Linked DNA regions of Mus musculus: region 2 is linked to region 1. Evidence: chromatin contacts called from public Hi-C data. All regions are on one chromosome and are shown on one strand. The core of a region is the stretch at or near the end of the contact, and the rest is flanking DNA. Distances in the headings are between cores, read along the strand shown.

The links. Hi-C and Micro-C count contacts between places; a contact is called where the count stands out from the background.
Region 2: a Hi-C map of cortical neurons shows a contact between it and region 1, with 4 times the contacts expected there. The contact joins two enhancer-like sites. A contact is called at or near these places in 6 of 484 Hi-C or Micro-C datasets (the HL-1 cell line, the N1E-115 cell line, cerebellum and 3 more), 1 of 115 datasets of contacts at active chromatin or transcription factors (embryonic forebrain) and 1 of 9 other capture datasets (adipose tissue).

Annotation. Positions count from the first base shown.
Region 1 is chr6:118,847,689-118,855,037 of GRCm38.p6, reverse strand. The region is part of intron 3 of Cacna1c (calcium channel, voltage-dependent, L type, alpha 1C subunit); the gene reads left to right. It overlaps 1700080F18Rik (a long non-coding RNA gene), which reads right to left. Exons shown (of 2, transcript XR_003956354.1): 2 at 2,058-2,800. Among named protein-coding and RNA genes, the nearest start is that of 1700080F18Rik, 11 kb to the right of the region's middle. Within about 2 kb of position 2,722, at least 13 of the 459 cell types and tissues checked have an H3K27ac peak or open chromatin away from gene starts, as enhancers often do. A contact at or near this core is called in cortical neurons, where this site is marked.
Region 2 is chr6:119,343,987-119,351,335 of GRCm38.p6, reverse strand. Cacna2d4 (calcium channel, voltage-dependent, alpha 2/delta subunit 4) reads right to left here. Exons shown (of 38, transcript NM_001033382.3): 31 at 7,294-7,349; 32 at 6,756-6,808; 33 at 6,240-6,292; 34 at 5,886-5,906; 35 at 4,085-4,202; 36 at 2,498-2,610; 37 at 2,159-2,241; 38 at 1-1,305. The coding sequence ends at 1,201. Among named protein-coding and RNA genes, the nearest start is that of Lrtm2, 17 kb to the right of the region's middle. Within about 2 kb of position 2,910, at least 17 of the 459 cell types and tissues checked have an H3K27ac peak or open chromatin away from gene starts, as enhancers often do. A contact at or near this core is called in cortical neurons, where this site is marked.

The DNA of each region.
Region 1 (7,349 bases), core at 1,473-3,972:
TCATAAGACCTGTATAACATGAAGCCAGTCAGAATCTTCCAGCATGTGAGAGGCAGGGCTCCTGGAGTTGTCACCCTTAGCTGAAGAGCTAAAGGCAGTTGATAGTTGCTGGGAGGAGGGACAGTCACTTTTCTTTAGGAGGGTGGCCCCTGGTAGATTCCCAGTGTCACAGTGGATGACCCTACACACATGGTTATGGGCAGCACCCATATGAACTCGTTGAGCTGTTTTTTTTTTTCCTAAAAAAAGAAATCCATTTCAAGTCAAGAACAGATTTTTAGTAATGAAACTCCAGAGGCACTCTGTTTAACATCAGGATCAAAAAAGGTTTGTATACTACACCAGTGCTGACTGGTGTTCTAAAAGGTCTGGAGGGGGCCAGTGAGATTGCAGGCAGCGCAGAAAAACATGACTGAAAGTGCCAGGAGAGATGACCTCAAGTGTGGACAACAAATTTATTAAAATGAAAGGTGTTCAGGGTAACTCAGTGTGTAGTTCCGGTTTAGGAACGTCGGTCAGAGGCAGCAGATCGGCATCACCTCATGATGGGCAAAGTACACATGCTAGGTACCTGCAGTAGACCATCACGGTTGGTCTCCACAACAGACCAGATTGAAATAACCAGCAATCAATGTGTGACACAGACAACTAGACTGTGGCGTGAGGGTGTCTTCTCTGGGCACCTGTATGGCTAGTGGGAAGCTATGATAAAGGGCAGGCAGGGCCCCAGGGTTGGTGAGGAAGGGTTCTGGGTTGACAAGTACTTAGGCAGAAAACCGCTTCTCAGGCTGACCAGGGACATTGACCCAAAACAAACCACCGATGGATTAAAGAGACGAATGTAACGTAAATGCAAAAGCTGTAAGAATAGAAAGAGAGCATTAAACTAGTCACAGCATTAGCAGAGTCTTTTAAAACATAAACCTAAGGTGAGACATTAAGGTAAACATTAAACAAATATATAAAACTTAAAACATAAAACACAGGAAAGTGGGCTGAAGACATGGCTCAGCCGTTAAGCGCACTGACTGCTCTTCCAGAGGTCCTGAGTTCAATTCCCAGCAACCACATGGTGGCTCACAACCATCTGTAATGGGATCTGACGCCCTCTTCTGGTGTGTGTCTGAAGATAGTTACAGTGTATGTATGTGTGTATATATATATATATATATATATATATATATATATATATATATATATATCTTAAAAAAACAAAAACAAAACCAGGAAAGTTACAGAAAATATGAAAGGCAGAAAGGCATGTACAAAGTGGAAGAGAATCTTCCACACAGTGGAGACAGATGGTCAGTACAGCTGCTTACAGACCCTAGAAACAGCAAGAAAAATGGTGGGTCCCATTGTTTGGTAAGAGGCATAAACAGGTTTATTCACAAACTGTGAGCTGTATAATCAGCAGTGTGTGTGTGTGTGTGTGCGTGTGTGTGTGTGTGTGTGTAGGTATTTGGTTAATGTCACTAGTAAAACAGAAAAATATATTAAAGATTCAGTTTTTCATGTATTAGATTGCCATTGATGTTTTAAATCATTGTATAATAGCAGAACCTGTGATAAAGAAGGTTCTCATATACAGTGGTCCAAAGAGAGAAAAGCTATAACCTAACTCAAAAGTAGACTTTGTGAAATGTTCCTACTCTTTACCAGTCATTCTCCTTCCAAGAATCTGGACTAAGAAACTAGATTGGTATTTTATGTATAATGTTGTTCATTGCAGCGTTATGTAAGACAACAGCCAAGAAAGAAAGAACGTACTATCAGGAGGTGCTTAAATCAATCAGTAAATGTTACCATTTGTACGAGCTGATAAAATTGTTTCAAAGCCGACGAGTTGAAATGTTCATTTTATATTAATAGTAAAATATAAAACATATGGAGTACACTCATAAAGTTTAAAAAGAGAATAATTGTACAGAGTGCCATATTTTCAATTTTACATGAGGATAAATTTAATGGTATATGAATAAAAAATCCAGAACAGAAGAACTAGGGGATAAATTTATTATTAGAAATGTAAAATTATATGCTCGAGTTCCAAAACATAAATAGAAGAGGACTTTAATTACAGCATTATTTAAAAGACCAGGGCATTTTGCTGTATGGACCAGGTGATGTGACTGTAGCAGAACAAAGTGTCCTTGAGGGCTGTTCCTAGTATCCAGGCAGCCGGGGGCCACAGCTCCCATGCTCTGTGCAAGCCAAATATGGCTGGGATATTTTCTTCCAAGCTTCTGGTGGTCTTGTTTGATCATAGGCAGGGAGGGATCCTGCAGGGTCAACTAGAAACCTTGTTATATCAGAACTACAAAGGAAGTTATAGATGTTTACCCTGGAGACAGGGGAATTAGGGAGCAACATTTCACTGACTGCTAGTGTGTACAAGAGGAAGAAAATTGTAAACGGTTGCAGAAAGCAGAACTGGTGTTCCTGGTTGGTTCATCATGCAAAGGGCTGAGCTTGGTGGGTCCAGCAGCATCATTAGGGAGGGATGACAGCAGGCTTAACCAGGAAGAAACTGGACAGGAAGGTCTTATGCCTCTTCCCCCTGTGCGAGTATGTGATCCCTGCTGATGGCTGACCTGATGATGCCCAAGTAGGTTGAAAGACGAAAGTGTGGAGGATTGCAGACTGTTCAAGCCCGTGGGCCTCAACTCGCCTTTGCAGGATTCACCTGCCAAGCTTGTTCACACGGACTGCTGGACCTACCCCAGAGTTTCTGAGTCACAGGGCTGGCGGGAGATGTCTGGATTTGCATTTTAAATAAGTTTTCTGGTGCCATGACTGCCTGAAAAAAAATATCACATTTTGGGACCCAAGCTTCAGGCCAATTGCAACAAATAAACTTGCTCAAGTTTATACTAGCACTTACTGGTGTAGACAGCCCAGCAACAGTCTGTGGCATTGGGGAGGGTTGGGGGTGGGGGAACAGGCTGGAGAAGCACTTCCTCTGTTATCTCTAACTCCTGGAAGACATTCTTGCAGTATGTGGCAAGTGCTGTCAACTGTTCGGTAGCCCATTCTTCCCAGACCCACTTTTCTGCCCTGACACTGGGGCAGTCCTACTACCACACCAAACCCATAGCCACTGATTATTAAGGATGAGAACTGGCATCCTTTTCTGGCCTTTTAGGAACAGCATTCTTCCCTACCATGCATGAAGAGATGGAGTCTTTGGTTTAGAGCAGTGACTCTCAACCTTCCTAATGCTGTGACCCTTTAATACAGTTCCTCATGCTGTGGTGACCCCCAACCATAAAAATATTTCATTGATTTCGTTGCTACTTCATAACTGTAATGACTCATAATGTGAATATCTGATACATGGGATAGCTGATGTGAGAACCACAGGGTGAGAACCACTGATCTAGAACATCAGGATGAAGGAATGCATATTGTTGGCTGCTGTTGGCTGCTTCTCATGACCTGGGAAGGAAGCCTTTCTCAGGAAAGCGCCTTGTTCTGACCACAACAGATGTAGGTTTGCTACAATGTAGAGAGCCACAGATAGGGCCCCAAAGGTTGATAGTGATACAGTAACTCTCAGTGTCCCTGAGAATTTTAATGAAGATGTGTGGTCCCTGCGATCCTCTCCATTCAAACTGAGCCTCATGTATTTGAGTTTTCAGCTAATTGGTTTAGGAAAATATCCCTGTGCCCACCCCCACAGCTCCTGCTGCTCTCTTTCCCAGCTTATGGTGTAAAGTGTGAGCAGACTGTGTGCTTAACACACTTTGGAGTCTGTTGCTATGGTGCTGGGGAGGAATCTGGTTCTCATAGCAACATCAGGTTGACTTGATGCACCTCAGACCATTGGCAGAGCGCGGTGGGCAGTGGCTTATGAGATCCCCAGTTAGTTTGGGACTGATGGAACTTAGTGTGCTGAAAAGTGTTCTCTTTGCCCACAGCCCATCCACCCCTTCCTGCCTGCACACCTCTCCCCTATATCACTCAAATAATCATAATAACATAAGAATAGAGGCTCTCCCCCTGTCTTTCTCTCTTTGTGTGTGTGCGCGAGTATGCGTGTGTGTGTGCGCGCGCTTTGGTAAACCACAAAAATAAACCAAAGTGGGGCTGGAGAGATGGCTCAGCAGTTAAGAGCACTGACTGCTCTTCCAGAGGTCCTGAGTTCAAATTCCCAGCAACCACATGGTGCTCACAACCATCTGTAACAAGATCCGTTGCCCTCTTCTGGTGTGTCTGAAGACAGCTACAGTGTACTCATATACATAAAATAAATTAATAATAAAAAAGAATAAACGAAAACATTACTTTGATGCTGTCATCAGATTAAGCTGTCATTTGAGTTCTCACTCCCCGTTGCAAGGCCAATCCCTGCACTGGCATGCTGTCTAATGATATAGCTCTGCCTATAGGCCTGGCATATTGCCGGGAATTCCAGTTACAGAGGTCCAGGGTCTTGTGAGTGGGAAGAGCTCTCTGACCAGGACCAAGAGGGCTGGGGTTTCTTCATGCAGCTTCATTCTGGAGGCTCCTTACAGTGGTAATACACTGCTGGGAGACCAGCCCTCAGAGAGGCCAGCTTGGCCAGCTTGCTGAAGCTTTTCAACTCAGTGGCCGAACAAACAATGGGTCTCAAGCCTTCTGCATTTTATGCTCAGAACTGGCCTGTGGCTTTAGGATACATTTATGATCTGGGCATCTGGCAGAATTAATGATAACAACATGAATCCATTGTAAGAGGAAGGAATCTGGTCGGTCTGTGTAGACCTTTGGTGAAGAAAGAGCCACACTTGTCCTGGCTGTTCAGGGCCTTATAGTGCCCCTTGTGGGAAAGAACCATGGGTTTCTTCCTCACAGCTTGTCAACCCCTCACCCTACAAGTGTTCCCTGAGCTGCTCCATGTTTGAAGCTCAATTCTAGAAGGGGAGTGGGGACCATAGTTGTAAAATTGCCCCTCCCCCACCTGCTTTATTTCCTTTGCTTTTCCATCTGTGGCCATGTTCCACTTTTTATAACTGAGTACTGGGTAATATATAATGACGTGAGGACTCTGGCTGGTAGTGCTAGCCCTTGCTTGGTATCTGCTGAGGGCCTTCTTGCTTCATCATAACATGCCATAGGACATGACATGGAGAGACAGTAAGATTTTAGTTGTTGAAGGTCTGTGTGTTAAGCGTTTCTCTGTAGCCTCTGGGGCTATTAGAAAGTGATGGGATTTTTAAGAAGCAGGGCCTAGTGGATGGAAGCTAGATCACTGGGCCTGTGCCCCTCAAAGGGACTTGGAGATCCCAGCCTGTCACTTTTCTCTCCCCAAGAGACAGTTTGTAAGTTACCCCATCTTGTTCTCTGGGCTTAGCAAATGAGGTTCCATTTTCTTCTCTTGTAGTTGGTGGATTTTTGTTATCCCCCATCCCCATTCCAAGAGCTTCACAGTTCCTTTCTCACAGATTAGCTTACCTGTAGGTTAGAGCCCCTCCTTGCTCGCCTTCCTTCTGAACAGCCCTTTGCTGTGGCTTGATAGCCACCAAGGAAAGAGCACAGCTGAGACAATGAGAAGGGACAGTGTCTTTCTTCCCTGTGTTATGCAGAAGTGCTGGTGGAGCTGTGACCTGCAGGAACTGGCTGAGTCCTGAAGGTTCGTGGATGCCTTCTTGCATAGAAGATGAAGTTTAACTGCCCAGGGAGAGATGTTCCTCCATAGGCAGGGCCTTACAGCTAGTGAGGCTGGATGTCTGGTCCTGGAGACCACCTTCTGCCTCTTTGTCTAGTGGCCTTTCCATGTACACTTTTGTTTATAATATTTGCATGTGTTTTTTAAATTTTCTCTTCTTTTCTTGATCAATTGTCTTTACTCTCCACTGAGTCCTAGAGTCTTCTTTGGTATGCTCTGATGGTCTAGTATTGGAATGTTTATTGCATCCTGTGGAAAATTTGGCCACTGTTATTATTGAGGTCTTCATTGTGTATGTGTGTTGGATAGCAATTGCTGTCTTCACCCTTTCTGCTTTTGTGGCCTCTGGGGCTCTTCTGGGTTTCTCTCCCATCTTCTCTAATCTCCCAAGTCTGGCTGATGTTCCTCTGACTAGGTGTGCATGTTACTCTTTTTTTCTCTAGACTGATGAGCTAGCAAGGCTACCTGAGTGTGTCTTTAAAGTTGCCAGTCCTTTGCCACCTATGACAGTACATCATAGCCTGTACCATGCTGCCTCCTGTGGGCCAGGCTATGGCGTGGAAATTTGGACAGAGTGATTTCCTCACTCCTAGGTCTTGGCAATATGGTCATCTCTCTCTGGCGCCTGCCCCATGTAGAGGTCTCCACATCTGTGGGAGGGCACTACCCCTCCTCCATCACTTCAGAGAGGTCTATATACCATTCATTTAGAAGTCAGAGAATCTAATAATAGGCAGTACCCAGGACTGCAGGAAGGATACAACATAAGTGGACGACAACAGACCAGCTCTTGACTCTATCAGCCCTGATGGATCCAACTGGCACAGCTAAGAGATGTCGACTTGACCTCAGTCATCCAACTATTAGATACTGGATTCTTTGGAAAGATGGGTGGCCCCACATGAGGATCTGTGGCAGAAGAATTCCAAGTTTGGCAAGTTCACCGGAACCTGAGCAGCGGCAGACATAAGGAGCTTCTATTGGCTGCCTGTGCTGACTATCACACAGGCCTTTGTTTGCTTTGTTGTTTGGTGGCTGTGTATCCCAGAATGGGCTCAAACATGATCTTTTTGCCTCCAGCTCTTGAGTGCTTTCAAGTTCCTAAGTGCAAGGGCTGGCCTGACTTTCCGATGGGAAAAGAGCTGAGAGAAGACAGGATTCACCCAGGCCTGGGGCCTCAGAAAGGCCAAGCTAATCCCTTCCCTGCTCCCCTTCCTCTGGACAACACTTTTCCGTGGCTCGGTGACCACCAGGGAAAGAGTACAGCTGGGCCAGTGCAGAAGGGACAGCCCTTCCTGGGCTCTGCAGAGGTGCCGTAGAGCCATGACGTGCAAGATGCAGGCAGCGCAGTGCCAGCTCAGCCACCCAAGCCCAGCATGAGGTACAAGAGGCACATTTCCTGGGTTCCTACAGAACTATGAGCAAGTCGTTTTGTCACAAGCTGGCCAAGCTTAGCTGTCTCGCTGCAGAGTGAAAGGACCAGACCGGAAGTCCTCAAGGTCACGGACACTGACAGCTTTCCGAGATTTAAAGCCCTCCATGGATGGTTGCAGGCTTCCTTTCGGAAGTATTTCTGACTTCTTGCGTGTCGTTAATGTGAAATTGTCACTCGGTATTTTTATTGGGCCCTACTGCCTCTCCTTTCTGTATATTCTACCCTAAGGTTGCTTTTCATTTCGGCCACTGTTACCGACACAGG
Region 2 (7,349 bases), core at 1,661-4,160, 500 kb before region 1:
TGAGAGGTTCAGCTAGTGGAGAATGAGGGCCCAAGTTAGGTTCCTGAACTATTCCAACAGTAGGGCTACAGCGGGGCATGCTTGCAGTCCCAGCCTTGGGGAGACAGTGACAGAAGGGCTTCTGGGGCTTGCTGGCCAGCTATGAATTGGAGGACTCAGATTTTGTGAGAGATCTTATCTAAAAAAAAAATTAAAGGAGTAATTGAGGAAAACGGCCAATATTACCTTTGGCCTCCACATCTTTGTACAAACAGGTACACAAATGTGTGCGCACGGGCGTGTGTGTGTGTTCACTTGGGCATTGTGGCAATGATTATGTGTTGTTTCCAGCCTCCAGGACTTTCCCCAGCAACAGTCTGGTTTCTTTTGTACATTGTGAGCCACAGAAAGCCCACTATGGCTCTTGGAGACCTCACCTGGCTCCTTCCTTTAGTCTGTGAGGCGCGAGTCTCGGTTCTGCTTTTTCTCGCCACCTCCTCAGGATCATGCCTGTCCAGTGCCACACTGGTGCTTGGCCCAGTGCAGCAGCTGCAGAGCTCATCCTAAAAGCTTTTCTTTCCCTTTCTGAGATTATAATTACAGCATTTATCCCTTCCCTTCCCCTCCACCTCCTCCCATACACCCCTGCCCGCTCTCCAGATCATTAGTGTAAAAAGGTTGAGACTCTTCAGAGGTAGCTAATGACAGCTCGCAGGACTTAATATCCATTGCGTTCCTATTGTTTCCGTTTGTGCTGGGATTGAAAGTGTGAACCACCACGCCCAGCTTCCTTTCCATTTCTTCCCTCCTCTTCTGGTCCCTTCCCTAGTCTTTTGTCTCTCCCTCTGCCTGTCCTCTGCACTATCTGATGGATAAAAGCACCTTCCCTTTGGTGGCAAGCACACTCTTGCCACAGCCTCTACATGGGCCTCGCCGCTCAATTCCAGCCTCCAGAACTCCTCGGATCAGCAGATCAGCCAGGGAAATGGGTGACCCTTTGGTAAACTGGAGTAATGAACTTCTGTCCTTCCTTCACTTGAGACAAGAGTAGAAGACTTGAAGAGCCTTGGAGATCCCTCTAGCAATCTCTAAGAAGCAGAGACTTGTAGCCCCAGGACTGAAACAGGAGACATCCCACAGCAGTGAGGGGCCTTCATAAGCCGGTAACTTTGTAGAATGTCCTGTAAGGTCCCCCTTCTGCGAAAGTCAGATGGGATGGAGTCACCACAGAAGCTGGGGTGGAAGCAGCCAGGCCCCCAGTGATAGCAGGAGCAGAGGGGATGAAGGCAGAGTGTCTGAAGCACCGCCACAGTCCTGGGCATTCTCCTAAAAAGCCAGAGGGGTAAGGAGCATTAGGAGAGAGGTGGCCAAGGTCTGGCATGTACAGCATGGGTGCACACAGACAAAATAAGAGCCTGCTTCCAGCCTCGCCTGGAGATGGCGAGGTTTCAGATTCTCCCCCCCCCCCCCCCCCGCGCCCCAGACAGGGTTTCTCTGTGTAGCCCTGGCTGTCCTGGAACTCACTCTGTAGACCAGGCTGGCCTTGAACTCAGAAATCCGCCTGCCTCTGCCTCCCCAGTGCTGGGATTAAAGATGTGCGCCACCACGCCTGGCTCGGCGAGGTTTCAAAGATGAGAAGAAACCTGCCTTTCTTCAATCTTCTAGGGACAGTAGAGACTACTTGCTTAAATCTTTAGGGCCTTCCTCTCATAATTGTGTGGAACAGCTGTCATCTCCAGGAGCCCCTCTAGGGAGGTAGTTTGTAAAGGCAGCCACACCCAGCAGAGACTGGGTAGTAAGGTCCCTGGCTTAGGGGTTAATAGATACCAGTCGCTATTGTCATTAGCTAAGTCATGGTAAGTAGCGCTGAGGTGTCTCAGAAGTCAGGAAGGATGTGAGGGGAAGCTTACTGGGCTCCAGGCCCTAGAAGTACAGATGCCCTTGGGTCCTTTTCCCTTTCTCTCTGTCTGCTTTCCTTTGCCCCTCCCCCTCCCCCAACTGACCTGGAACATCCTTGCTTGCCACTGCTCCTTATTCTGTGTATCACACAACATCATTGTGGATGCAGGGCTCCCCCAGCATGATAGACACATAGTCCAGAAATACTCATGTCCCAAGAAGCCACACACAGGACAAAACTAGGGGTCAAAGGCCAAGCCTCTTAGTTCATAGCCCGCACCTCTGGATGGAAGGCATGGCAGGAGCCTGGTCGTCTCCGGGGCTTCTGGGAGCGCATCCTGTCACACTTGACAGAGGCATTATGTGCGGAGCTCACTGTCAAGGTACAACTCTCCACAGTTCCAGAGATCCTGAAGGTCAAGATCTGTGAGGTCAGTGGCCCAGCAAGCAGGTACAGGCTGGGCCGCTCCCTCCCCCTCCCCCTCCTCCCTCCTCCCCCTCCCCCATCATGGTGCTGGATGCAAGGGAGGACAGTGAGAAGCTGGACTCTGCAACCCAAATCTGAGCTGCTCTATGATCTCTCAGCCACCCCCTTCCCCTTGGAGGGTGGGAAGGATATATTTGACTTCTGTGGCCTCCTGGAGGATGGGAGAGTGGGCGCTGCAGTCACAGGTGCGGTCTGTCACGAGCAGGAGCAGGTTGCTTCGGGGAATCTGTTGCATCACGAATGTCCTGCAGCAGAGAGGGCAATGGGCTCTGAGTCGCAGGAAGTGCAGCCTCCAGGAGAAGTTCTCTGGGGAGAGACCTTCTGGAGCCCTGGGAAGGACAGGCAGTCCCAGGAATATTGAGACCAATAGCTCAGTACTTTTACATGAACCGTCACAATGCCACCCCTCCATTCCCAGTAGCCTGGAGAGGGTGAAGAAGGAGCTGTCATTAACACCCACAGGGATCATTTCCAGCAAACAGGCATATTACCTCTGTTAGAGCCAGAGAATTTGCAGTTCTGGGCTTGGCCACAAGATGGCACCAATGCTCCTATATATAGCTTGGGTTGGGGGGTAGGAAAAGGTCTTTATGTGTTACATACACAGCTAGGAAGGTTATCACCAAGCATTTTGTATGGGGTGGGTGATGTTAGACACACACAAGTAAGTATATAGCACACATATAAACTCACATGTGGCCATTACACCATTATGTGAACTTGGTATAGTTCCCATTGTGCACAGGACAAAACAGGCTAGAAGCTTGTCTGCAGTTAAGACTAGAGATGGAAAGGATCAAAGGCAGAGTCAAGTCTGTCTGCTGGGAAGCCCTTCTTCTCTACTATCCCCTCAATGGTTCCTTAAAGCCCGACATAAGCACGCCAATAGTGTTAGCCCCAGGAAGGCTGCTGTATGTGTACTTAAGATGTTACACATGATGAAGAGGCGGCAACCTAGATCTGTCTAGCGCCACAATCTGAGCTTACACAATAGTTGGCCTAGCTCTTTGGTTCCCCAGACATCCTGGTGGCCCCAGTAAGCTGCAAGACTGGCCAAGGGAGGTCCCTGGAGGTACTGTCCTCCTGGGTTGGGACAGATGCCTCTAGGTTGGTTTCTTCAAAGTTTAGCGTGGGAAGTCAGTAGGTGTGGCCTTCCAAGCTGGTCTGGATGAAGCTAGGGACTTTTACCCAGGAGCTAGCCTGACTGGATTCTGCTTAGAAATTCAAGACTTGGCCTGGCGATGCCCCAGGCTCTGACAGCTCCAACCAAGGCTCCTACTCCTACCCTGTGCCTTTGCTGAGAACACCCCAGTCCTGCACATAGTTCCTGCTCTGTACGGGGCAGAACGTCCTGCCTCTTTCCCAGCCTGTCACATAAGTGTTCAAGGCCCTGACGCTACCTTGCTCTGAGCGGAGGGGAAGCAAGCCTGCAGGGGTTTCCAAGAGAGACCCCGTGGCCTTGGACTTCGACTCACTGACTTGGGAATTGGTCTCTGGATCCTTGGCCCTGTGTCTCCTAAAGCAGACAACCAAACTGTCCACACCCACTCCCCTCCCCTCTGCTCCAGTCTGGGTTTTTGCTGCACTGAAGATCAGGATACCGAGAAGGGCAACTCCTCTCTGAGATGAAAGGGACTCCTTTCCTCCTGTGGAGACTTTCCTATGGGTGCCAAGGGCAAGACGCCGTTGGCCGGATTCCGTGGCTGCCTGGAGACTTACTTCTGGCAGCCCCCACACTCGATGATGCCATTGGCTTCCTGGATGGCCGTCTGATGCACGAACACTGGGTACTCTGTGTCACAGGGGTGCAGCAGGTCCTGCTTCTTGTGCTTGTGGGCTGTGGGTGACAGAGGAATGTGTGTGAGGAGGGTTACCACACATCACAGAAGGCCTTAGGGAACCCATCTACAAGGGTTGGGGATACAGCGGACCAGCACTCGGCAAAGGGTACAGCAGAGCGTGGAGGCCCTGCCACGCTGCTGTAGAGAGTAGAGGCCTTGCCCTGGCTCTGCTATGCTGCTGTGGAGTGTGGAGGCCCTGCTGCGCTGTTGTGGAGTGGGGAAGCCCTGCTACACTGCCATGTTGCCCTTCCCAGGGCCCTTGAGATTTATCCCCGGGCACTCGTGGGCACCTCGCAGCACTGAGGTCCTGATGCATCAACACACTTTACCCTTTACAGCCCAGCAGGGAAGGAGGAGAGGGAAGGAAGGCAGCAGGAACCATATTAAACACCCAGAAATGGGGTGCAATCAGGACGCTGCTTTTGCAAGGTCACACAAGGAGTGAGGAGGAGAGTCACAGGTCTCCATGCCTGGACCCGGACGCTTCCCTCACAGACAATGAGGCTAAGAGGAGAGGCAGGCTTCAGGCTAAACAGTTCCTGTGGGCTGGGAGAGCAGACGGGGTTCAGCCAACTTCACTTCCTGTTCATGCTACTGGGCACCTGGCGTCAGAGGCTGGAAGCCTCAAACAGGGCTCTCCTACTAGGCTTAAGGTTGGGCTATTTTCCTGTCATTGGAGAGGGCATTCCGTTGCTGAAACCTATCAGAGTCACCAGTGGCAGGACCAGGTGGCTTCCTTGAGGTGTCCTGGCAGAAGGGACTTACGGAGCATGCAGGCGGGAGGAGCATGACTGACTGCATCCTGAGGCTAACGTGAGTGAGCAGACTGTAACACACAGCTTCTGTCACGATTCCAGCAAGGCCCCGTGAGAACTGCTGGAGGTGACTTCCCACCACAGCCAGGAATCATGAAGGAGACCAGATCCAGGAAGTGTGAGCCCAAGGACCTGCCTTGGTCAGTAGCAACCAGAGGGGTGGAAGGGAAACGAAGCGGGTTGGGGGGGGGGCATCGTTTGTATAAGAAAGCCAAATGAGGCAGTGGGAGCCTTCTTGGTACCAGATATCCAGAACCCTGAGACTGTTGAGCAGGGTGGGCTGAAGGCAGGCATCTTTATGGCTTAGGAGCCCCACATCTCCAGGACCCAGGTGCCATGTGTGTCTCTTGGTTTGTAAAGAACAGATGTCCTTTCCCAGGCTGACAGCAAGCATCAACAGCAGCTGGGACAAAGTTTCCCTTTGCTTTGTGTTAAGGCCACCTCAGCCTGTCATTGTCTTTGAGGTGCTTTGGCCTTAGGCACAATTTCTTTCGTTCAAGTGTTGAGCCTTGTCGAGGCTGGCAGATACCTGGGCACAGGTGACAATGCTTTTGTCTCTGGGGTGACCTAGTAGCATCTCCGCTACATAACTGGAGCCTCTTGAGAGGAGATGGCTGTTTCCTAAGGCAGGGCTGTACTTAGACGGCTGGAACTCTGTCTTTCCTTTCTTCCCAGAAAGGAAAGGGCTTTAAAGTGGATTAAGGGTTTGGGGACCCTCCCAATCAAGGAGTGTCCTAGGATAAAGGACCAGATAAAGAACTCAGCTTGTCTGTGCTCACTCCCTGGGTTCAGGCTTAAAGGCGAGCCTGTGTGGCTCCCTGGTATACCCGGATACGGTAGGATCTTTCAGTCAGAATTACTTACAGTGATGGAAGACAGATTTGGCTGCTCAGGGCATGAGCCCACCACAGGGTTGGACATGGCACAGGAAAGGCACAGGACCACATGAGGGCAAGATGATGTCATAGGGTGGCAATGATGTCATAGGGCGGTGATGATGTCATGAAGCAGTGATGATGTCACACGGAGCGAAGGTGTTCAGAGGTGATGTGACGTCACACACAGAGGTAAGGGAGCCCGGAGTGAGGGGGAGGAGATGAATGAGATGAGATTATGAACATGAACATTTCGACACCCACCCTGCTGTCACTGACCCCAGACAAAAGCCTTCCAAGGAGCTTACCAAAGTGCTGCCCACAGCTGCCTCCTCGCACTTACCCTCTGACCCTTTGTCCTGCCAAGATCCCCAGGCACTCCACTCTAACAGGAATCTGCAGGATACAGAACACCGTCTTGGGGGCTGGCTTGTGTGGGTCTTGAGATGCCATTGCATCTAGCTGCCACCTGCAGGGACCTGTCTTTCCGCATGAGGGCATGAGTGACAGAGGAGATCGGGTGGTGTGGCATGCCTCCCTCTTCCCTTGGCCAGGGAGCCAGGCTATCTTCTAGGTCACTGGCTGCCATTTTAAGGATATCCTCATGCTCTGGTCTCCATATGCAAGGGAGTCCCCTCCTACCTGTCACCCCTAATCATGACCCAGTCCTCCCACAAAGGGAGTTCTCTTCACTTTGGACCCCACCCCCCCCAACCCACGATTCATGCCCCATCTACAATGAGCCCTCTCCTTTGATCCCAGTCTCATGATCCAGCTCATGGTTCAGGAACTTCTTCCTTCTCCTGACCCCCCCACCCCCACCCCGGTATGGGCGGTTCTTCACTTAACCCCTACTCACAGGAGACATTCATGCAGTAGCCACCTGGCCACCATCAAGAAGGCAGAGAGAGGCTGGAGAGAGCAGAACTACTTCAGGGAAACAGCAGGTGATGTCACCAGAGCCACCCTCCAGATCCCACCTGCCTGTCCCCGCAGAGGGAGCTCCAAAGCAGAGTGCTCCTTCTGCATGACAGCCACCCTGCACAAGAGCCTTGTGTAGGTCAGACACCCCACAGTGGGCTTTGACAAGCCCTTCAGGTGTCTGGTCATTTCCCATCTCTGGAGGGTCAGAGATGAGGACCCCTGAAGATCTCAACATCAGGCTGGGAGGGAAGGATGTATTCTTAGTGTCTGGACACCACTGTCTTCTCAGTACCATCCCCTCGAGGACAGGACAGCCCCACAGCCCCGGGGGACGGGATGAGCAGCATCAGGCCAGAGTCCCAAGGAGCCTGAGCCAGAGGTCTGAGGCTGGATGAGAATGGGACCAAGTGATGTCCTCAAGGACACAGTAGAGGATGTGCCCTGGTAGAGGGAAGGCCTGGGGTGACACTCACACTGAACAGGGATTCGGCCGCACTGTGGTGATGATCTGGGGGCTTGCACATGGCCT